Linked DNA regions of Mus musculus: region 2 is linked to region 1. Evidence: chromatin contacts called from public Hi-C data. All regions are on one chromosome and are shown on one strand. Each heading gives the region's core, a stretch centred on a gene start, on an enhancer-like site or on the middle of the called end of the contact. The rest is flanking DNA. Distances are from core to core; before and after follow the strand shown. Region 1 overlaps Slc35f3 (solute carrier family 35, member F3). Region 2 overlaps Slc35f3 (solute carrier family 35, member F3).

What was found. Hi-C and Micro-C count contacts between places; a contact is called where the count stands out from the background.
Region 2: a contact with region 1 is called in a Hi-C map of cerebral cortex, with 4 times the contacts expected there. The contact joins two enhancer-like sites. A contact is called at or near these places in 7 of 484 Hi-C or Micro-C datasets (brain, cerebellar granule neurons, cerebral cortex and 4 more).

The regions. Positions count from the first base shown.
Region 1 is chr8:126,160,735-126,164,997 of GRCm38.p6, reverse strand. All of the region lies in intron 2 of Slc35f3 (solute carrier family 35, member F3), which reads right to left. Among named protein-coding and RNA genes, the nearest start is that of Slc35f3, 24 kb to the right of the region's middle. Within about 2 kb of position 1,792, at least 40 of the 459 cell types and tissues checked have an H3K27ac peak or open chromatin away from gene starts, as enhancers often do. A contact at or near this core is called in cerebral cortex, where this site is marked.
Region 2 is chr8:126,255,616-126,259,878 of GRCm38.p6, reverse strand. The region is part of intron 2 of Slc35f3 (solute carrier family 35, member F3); the gene reads right to left. Among named protein-coding and RNA genes, the nearest start is that of Gm31165, 34 kb to the left of the region's middle. Within about 2 kb of position 1,753, at least 6 of the 459 cell types and tissues checked have an H3K27ac peak or open chromatin away from gene starts, as enhancers often do. A contact at or near this core is called in cerebral cortex, where this site is marked.

The DNA of each region.
Region 1 (4,263 bases), core at 543-3,042:
TTCTGTAACTCAGCGATATAATCCCACAATGCACAGCAAGATGGAGAAACTGTCACACAGTTCTGTCACACAGAGACGGGACAGGGCAATCTGATGTGGGATGTGTTGGGGCAGGGCTTTGTAGCATCTTCAGAGGCACCTTTGACAGAGTTCCCTGAGAGTCTGTTAGGATGAGGACTGATGTGTGGTAGGTCTCAGTGAGAGATACAGTCTTCCCAGCGACGTCCAGGATGCTGGATCTCAGAATGATGTGGATATGGGGAAACTCTAGTGTAAAGGGCTCGAGAACAAAGTCCATCAGTATGGCAGCCGCCCACCATCCAGCCCAGTGTGGAGTCTGGCAAATGGAAGGAAAGGGTTTGAGGAGCCGAGCGCTCTTTCCCTCACGTTCTCACACTCGTGCAAGCATTTGAGGGGTCCCTGTGGGCAGCCTTCGTTTTCTCTCTGCAGCCTCACCCAGAGCTGAGGCGGCATCAGACACCTTGAAGGCAGCCTCTGGAGGTCTAGGCAGCATCTTCACTTCAGAAGCAGCACTGGGGAGCCGATGGTTTTCAGAAAGCTAAATTTTGAATCCCCTGTCAGACCCAGCACCACTGTGGACCAGCAGGCTCACTCACCTCCTTAAGCTTTACCGGGCTCAGCGCACACATCTACCTGGTTGGTGACAGAGAGACTTGGTGGTCTCTCTAGTCAAGGGATCCTTGCTTGGAAACAGAAGGTGATGCTTAGAATGCGCGGCACAGCCTGCCTCAGAGGCACATCATTTGCCACTTCTCCTGAGGGACACTGAGTGAGGCTCTTCACTGGTCTGGCTTTGTTACTTTTCTTACTGCTGTGACAGAATACATGACAGGAAGCTACTTAAAAGAGGAAGGATTTATTTCGGGTTCAGAGTTTGAGGGTGGAATTCATTATGGTCTGGAAGGTAGAGTTGTGTGACCACGTTCTCCTAATTGGAACACTCCCTTCAGCAGGGGAGAGGAAGCTCGGGACTCTCCAAGGGCTTGGGGACTTGAGGAAGTTACAAGTCCCCAGGTCTGCTCCCTGGGGTTGCAGAGGAAGTGATGGTGTTAGGTGGCGGAGACTCTCTAGATGTTTAAGCTGTTTAGTGCTGTGCACTGGGGGTGGGGGTGGGGGATAGGTCCAGGGATGCAGCTTTCCTGAGGCATCATGATGGGGCAGGCCTTCAGGGATGCAATTGACATCCAAGCCCCCATCACTGACTCCTGCAGCCATGACTTAGTAACTTGCCACTTGGTGGACCTCACTGGTCCACCAAGCTACACTTGATGGAATTGTCTCATTGGCCTGTTCTTGGTGCCCTATCTGGGGTAAGTAGATAATTTCCCACACGATGACAGTGGAGTCACTCATGACTGTGTGTGCAGAAATATGTGGTAGCAGAAATATGTGGTTACTGATTCATAAGCTAGTGGGTCAGGATTCAAAGTGGGAAAGGAAGCAGGCCTGGGCTACATACAAGCTTCAAGGCCCAGCCTTTAGAGAACTACTTCCTCCATCTAGGCCCTGCCTCCCAAAGGCTCCACAGCCTCCACCAACAGTGCCATTAGCTGGAGGTCATAGGTTCAAACCCAAGTCACTGACCTCCGAATCAATCTGGCCTCCCTGAGGGAACAGCCTTTCTGAGTCCTCAGTGGTGGGGTTTGTAAAGGGGGAAGTAAGGAAGATCTAATCTAGCACGAAAGGCTGAAAGCCAGCATCTCTGCACAGCAAACACGGTGGGATGAAAAGAGCTCCTCTGCCAGCTCTGGCAGAGCAGAGAGCCATCTGCCAGCGAGCTTCAGAGGATGTCTGCCCAGCGGGACACGGGAACAGATGATTGGTGAGGTCTTTTCCAAGTGTGAACTCTTGAAAGCAACACGGGAGTTAGCTGCGGCATGGGTGGGGTGGGTGTGATGGAAACGCAGACAACAGAGACAGCAATCTAATTGCCTCACCTGAGGGCCACAGGGAGCTGTCTCCTTCTGTCATCTCCTGGCAAGGTGGTGGAGCAGCGACTCATTTGCTCCTTCGGGAGGCAGACACAGTGCAGCTGTTCATTTATGAAGGGAAGAGGGCTGAGGGCACTGGGACAAGGAGGCTGTGTGGGCCACGTGTGAATTGCATACAGACAAAACTGCAGCCCTGTCTGGAAGGGTGTCAGCACTGAGGGTCACAGCTACAACCTGGAACTGGATGAGTCTGTTCAGTCATCAGCCCCAGAGATGACTCTTCAGGAGGAAGAATATGGAAACACACAGAGGAGACAGACTGGATTCTGTCCCCAGTAAGACGCTACTCAGAAAATGGGACACAGCACACAGCAGGACGGGAACATCAATCCAGGTCTCAGCTGACCAGTAAACTCAGAAGATTCAGGGCAGAGTAGGTCATTACTTTTAAAATTCCCTGATGACTCCCAGATAATATCCAGAGTTGAGAAAGAACAAGGAACTAGTCTCAGCTATGCCAACAACTAAGCAGTCATGTGTGTGTGTGTGTGTGTGTGTGTGTGTGTGTGTGTGTGTGTGTGTATGAGAGAGACAGAGACAGAGACAGAGAGAGAAAGAGTCTGTGTGTTTGGCTGTGAGTGTGTGTGTGTGTGTGTGTGTGTGTGTATGAGAGAGACAGAGACAGAGAGAGAAAGAGTCTGTGTGTTTGGCTGTGAGTGTGTGTGTGTGTGTGCATGTGTGAGTGTGTGTGTATGAGTATGTGTTTAGCTGTGAGTGTGTGTGTATGAGTATGTGTTTGGCTGTGAGTGTGTGTGCATGTGTGAGTGTGTGTGCATGCGTGAGTGTGTGTTTGACTATGTGTGTGTGTATGTGTGAATGTGTGCATGTATGAGTATGTATGTGCATGTATGTGTTTGACTGTGTGTGTGCTTGTATGTGTGTGTGTTTGGCTGTGTATGTGGGTGTGTGCATGTGTGAGTATGTGGATGTATGTGTATGCATGCATTTAGAGTGTGTATTTGGCTGTGAGAGTGTGTGTGAGTGTGTGTGTGTATGCATATGTGAGTGTGTGTTTGGCTGTGAGAGTGCATGTGTGCATGCATTTGAGAGTGTGTTTGACTGTGCATGCATGTGTGTAAATGCATGTGTGTATGAGAATATGCGTGTGTGTATGTATGTGTGAGTGTGTGTTTGACTGTGTGAGTGTGTGAGTGTGTGTGTGTGTGTGTGTGTGTGTGTGTGTATGTGTGCATGTAGAGGCCAAAGATCAACTTCAGGTGCCACTCCTCAGGCATGAGCCACCTTGTTTTGGTGGCACGGTCTTTAGCTATCTTTGGGATCACTCAGTAGGGCAGGCTTGCTGGTTACTGATCCCCAGGATCCTTGTTCTGTCTCTGCCTCCCTAGTGCTGTGATTACACATGGTTGCCACCATGCTGCCTTTCTCCTGTGGGCTCTGGCACTCAAACTTGGGTCTTCCTGCTTGGAGGGTGTACTGGCTGGTTTTGGGTGTCAACTTGACACAGCTGGAGTTATCACAGAGAAAGGAGCTTCAGTTGAGGAAATGCTTCCACGAGATCCAGCTGTAAGGCATTTCCTCAATTAGTGATCAAGGGGGAAAGGCCCCTTGTGGGTGGGACCATCTCTGGGCTGGTAATCTTGGGTTCTATAAGAGAGCAGGCTGAGCAAGCCAGGGGAAGCGAGCCAGTAAGGAACATCCCTCCATGACTTCTGCATCAGCTCCTGCTTTCTGACCGGCTTGAGTTCCTGTCCTGACTTCCTTTGGTGATGAACAGCAGTATGGAAGTGTAAGCTGAATAAACCCTTTCCTCCCCAACTTGCTTCTTAGTCATGATGTTTGTGCAGAAATAGAAACCCTGACTAAGACAGAGGGCAAGCACTTTAGTGACCAAGCCATCACCCTAGCTAAGCAATCTTGGTCAGGTCCCTCAATCTCCTGGGAAACAAAGTGACTCCATGTGATACCCGTACGGTGCCAAGGCTACCCCCATCCTCCACAACTGTTCTATAGTTCCTGAAGCTTCGAAACTTGTTCTCACTTCTTTCTGCCCATTCAGTCGGTAACTCTGACTGATGTCCGCATTGCTGAACGTGGATGCAAACACAGAATCCCATCAGCGTCTTGGTGTGACCTGTTATTTAAAACTGTAACATTTCTCCTCTCCCTCTTGAATGCTGTGGGCTGCCAACCCTCCCCACTCCTTCATCCCCTGGGCTTGGAGGAAATGAAAAGGCCATTGGGAGAGATTTCCATTTTGCATACTTATTACTCCCCTCCCCCATTTCTGTAG
Region 2 (4,263 bases), core at 504-3,003, 95 kb before region 1:
GGAGGACAAAGAGGACATCTCGTGTATGCACAGGTCCCTGGGTAGCCACTGGAACACAAGAATGCTTTAGTCAACATGCACCAGGCTAATTACTTTTGGAGGAAAGTCGCATTAGGCTCCCATAGTTAATATGTCTCATCATCGCTAAGCTCTACTAAGCAGCTGGTAGATTCGGATCTCTCCAGCAATATACTGTCACTTGTCCTTCACCAAGAAAGTCGTCTTAAATCCTCACACTTGATGGGGATATCAAGATAAAAAATTATTTTCCCCCCACTAAGGAATAATGGTCCAAACTCAGTAGTTTCCATCTTTAGCCTGGCACGGAGACTCATTGCAATCCCAGTGCTTGGAAGGCTAACACAGGAGGTTTTGCTATGAGTTCAAGGCCAGCTCAGGCTACAGAGTGAGATTCTGTCTCAAAATCATAGAAATTAACTAAAAAAGTTTAAATAATTAATGTTTTTTTAAAAATTCAGCATTTCCTGCTTGGCAGGTAGAAAGAATCCCAGGAAGTTGCTTGAGACTACCTTAAGCAATGTAAAAACAAGATTTTCAGATATGCAAACTGATTGGATTTAGTAAGCTCCAAGTAAATGCTTAAGTAACCGATTCCTGATTATGGATCTTAAGGAGGATCAATGTAGAGAATGTAAGCAAGACTGAGTTTACAGCTGGGTGTGGGGTTCACTCACACACAGCCGTGACTCTGGCAGAGGGGAAGGAGACGGGGGTGGGGTGGGGTGGGGGGGCCGGGGGACCAGGCTTCAAGCTCCTCCTGCATTGGCAAACTGAGACCCAGGACACCTGCCTAGCCAGGTGTGGTCTCTTGCACTGCTTCGTGAATGTGGCTGCAGCTGTGCAGGATGACCTGACTGCTCTGAGCACAGCTTTTCATCTTCTGGAATGTAAGTGTGCCGTGGTCCTTGGCAAGGGAGGGGCACAGTGCATGTGCACCACGCACAAAGTTCTGGGCAAACATATCATACACATTCCTAGGTCTCAGCAGATGCCCTACACATGGCAGCTGACTTGTTACTGTTATTCCCAGAAGGACATGAACAGCCATGGCTTCCTGGTAGCACACCCCCCTGACTTTGAAGACTTTATGAGCAGAGGTTAAACCTTACTTTTATATCATGCACAATGGATCCCAACTCCCATTTACCAATGATAATATCATTATGACTGTTCTATCAGCTACTTTTCTTATCTCTGTGACCCAGTATATGACAAGGAGCTTAAGGGAAGAAAGATTTATTCTGGTTCATGATTCAAGGAAGAGGCAAGGCCAGGTATTGCAGACACTACTACTTGAGTTGAGGGAATTGGGGATTGGAGCTCACGTCCTCATCCTTGTGGGGCACTTTAGCCACTCACATCTCAGCTCCGCTTTTATACCAACATGACAGGATTGCCCTTTAAAGTTTCCCTTTATAAACAGCAACAAACAAAAGCCCCAAATGCGCGTCGGGGGCTCCAAAGGACCACGCCCCTCCCGACCGCTGCTTAGCAACCCGAGGAAGCCGGGCTGCGAAGACGTGCAGTCAGCGCCACCTGGTGCCTGTGAACAGGAGTGATGAAACTTCCTCTTGCCAACTCCACACTCAGACCCAAACCTTAGTTAAGTCTCTTGTTCCGCACTGGTAGTTCGGTTTTGCTTCTGAAAATAGCAGTAGCTCTCTCTGCATAGGACATCACCTCCAGGGATGAACGTGCACGAATCTGAGGAGAGGCTACTCTACTGCCTTTAGATGTCGGGGTGCCATTCCATGGGCGGAGGGTCTGGGAGGAGGAGGTGAGCTGAGCGGAGGCCTTCATGTCTCTCTGCTTCCTGACTGCTGTCTGTCACCTCTGCTGCCACATCCTTCTGTCACAATGGATGGTATCCCTCCAAGAGTGAGCCTAGAGAAACCCTCCTTCCTTAACTTGCTCTTATTGGGTCTTTTCTCAGCAAGCAAACTAAGACACCTGACAAGACCAACCTAGGGCTGAGAGGTGATGAGAAACAGGACCGGAAGCAGGCGGAGCAATGCCCCCTTCCCGAGTGCACCTCATCTGCCCCTCTCGGCTCCCTTCGTGAGTGAACCTCGCCTGCCCTAGAGACTCTCAGCACAGATGCCCTGTTCTGAACCTGCCACGTTCAGGAGCTGGAACTCAGAAAGTGTAACTTCCCCCCTCCCTCCTCCCAGCCTCCACCTGTGTTCTCTTTTTTTTCCCCCGTTCAAAATTGCTGTCCTCGAGTTCCCTTCTGTATCAGTTCTTAAAATTCTTTTTCCATGAGAGGACAATGCACAAAAGAAACCCCGTGTCCCTTGGTGACACTTTCCAAGGTTCTTAAAATACCTCACAGACCTTGGGCTCCTCGCTGCCAGCTGGGAGTGTCTGCAGAGCTTCGCCCACAGAGGAAATTTCCTGGAAAGGCAGGCAGGCAGGCCGCCTCTCCAGATGGACCGGCTCTATCCAATCCCTCCACGTCCCAGCCCCAATGCAAGAGCTTTAGTTTGATGATGGGGTCACCGTTCTGTCATTGGGCTGAGGGGTTTACACATGGTAATTATCCTAAGTTCATGGGACCTCTGAGGGACTGGGAGCACCATACAGACAGCCACAGAATGCCAATTATAAACTCCTCAGTCATAGTTAAACATTGGCTGCAACCCTCAAGTGTAATCGAGGGGAACTGGGTTTGAGGTTCCTTTGGGATTCTCTGGCTTAAGGATGAATTCTGACTTGATTAACATGGGAGAGAAAGGAGCATGCTTGGGTCTTGTTTCTTATTACAAAGACACATAGCACTAGACACAGATTAATCCACAAAAGCCATGGCAAGGACCTTGAATGGTCTTAAGTGCTATGAAAATGCGGCCTTGCCACTCCAAGCTCCTCACCCCCAAATCCCCTCCCCATACACATTGATCTCTACAGGGGCTTAAAAGGAGGGGCGTTGTCAGCCTCTTCCTACATGCCCTACAGTTGTCACGGGTGACAAACCCCATTATGCATTTCTTCAGTTAGCAAAATAAGAGTCCTGGAGAAGCTATTCCTATCAGTTCCTGCTCGCAGCTTTTAAATCCTGGTCTCCCGAGGGTTGGCTTGTCATTACTTTGTAAAACCAGCAAAGGGCGCACAGGGCTCATGTTGGTACCTCTGCATCCCTGGCTATTATATCCAGGTGCAAAAGACCCTTTCTATTGTGCACAAACAAGTCCACATAAACACCAAACGAGAGCTAAATTCCCAAAGTCACATCTAGCCCTGCCTCTGGAAAAAAATCCAGGATTTTTTTTTTCTTTTCTCTGTTAATAACACACAACAGTAGATCATCTATGCCTTTAAGCTTTCTGTGTAGGTTGCCAGTGAGTGTTCTGAAACCCCACCACCATCACCCACAGGGCTAACCCTACCTATTATATAAGTGAGCTTAAACTAAATTCTCCACGTAATTCAAGAGCCTTCCCACGTTAAGGAGCTGTGCTGCTCTGTTATAGGAACTGACTACAGTGGACCAGAGGAACATTCTATAAGGTGGCTCAACTTTGTGCTGAGATTCTAGATCTTGTTAGTATTTTGTGCTCAGGCCAAGTAGCTAGAAGCAGAGTATTGCGTCTGGGGTATTAGGCATATGTGGTGAAAGGCACTTCTGGGTCACAGTTCTGTCAGCTGGGGGTGAGACCAAGGGTCACAAATTTTGTCCGGCATTTTGATCCTAAGGAAGGTATAAAAGAATGTTACCATTCATTTTCTGTTGCCATCGATTTATTTGTCTTTAAAAGGCAAACTCATCCAATTCTTAACAATAGTAAATGTTCACTGGGCATCCTGTTATTGTAGCTGGCTTGCTTGGGAGGAAAGAGCATGTTCTGAAGAGACTCGTGTCCTTGACTCTGGCTGTCTGGACTGTTAAAGTACCACGGGGACCTGGAAAGAGATAGACAACAGACTGTCTTACAGGAAGAACTAGAGCCCAGGCAACAATGTTGGGGGCCACACCTTAAGCAGGACTGATGCTACTTCCAGTGTGATCACATTGACTAAATCTTTTCTGCTTCACTTTACTAATTTAGCTTTTAAAATTGGCTTATTCAAGGCAGGTGGCTGAGCCTGGCTTGCTAGGGCAAACCCTGACTTTAAAGTCTGCAGCCCTGTGTGCGTGACATTCTGCTGAAACCAAAACGCCACCATCCCTGCCTTGTGATGTCCTTACTATCTCTCTCACTCTCTGCTCTGCAGCTGTCTGGGCTCAGTGACTTCTTTAAAGGC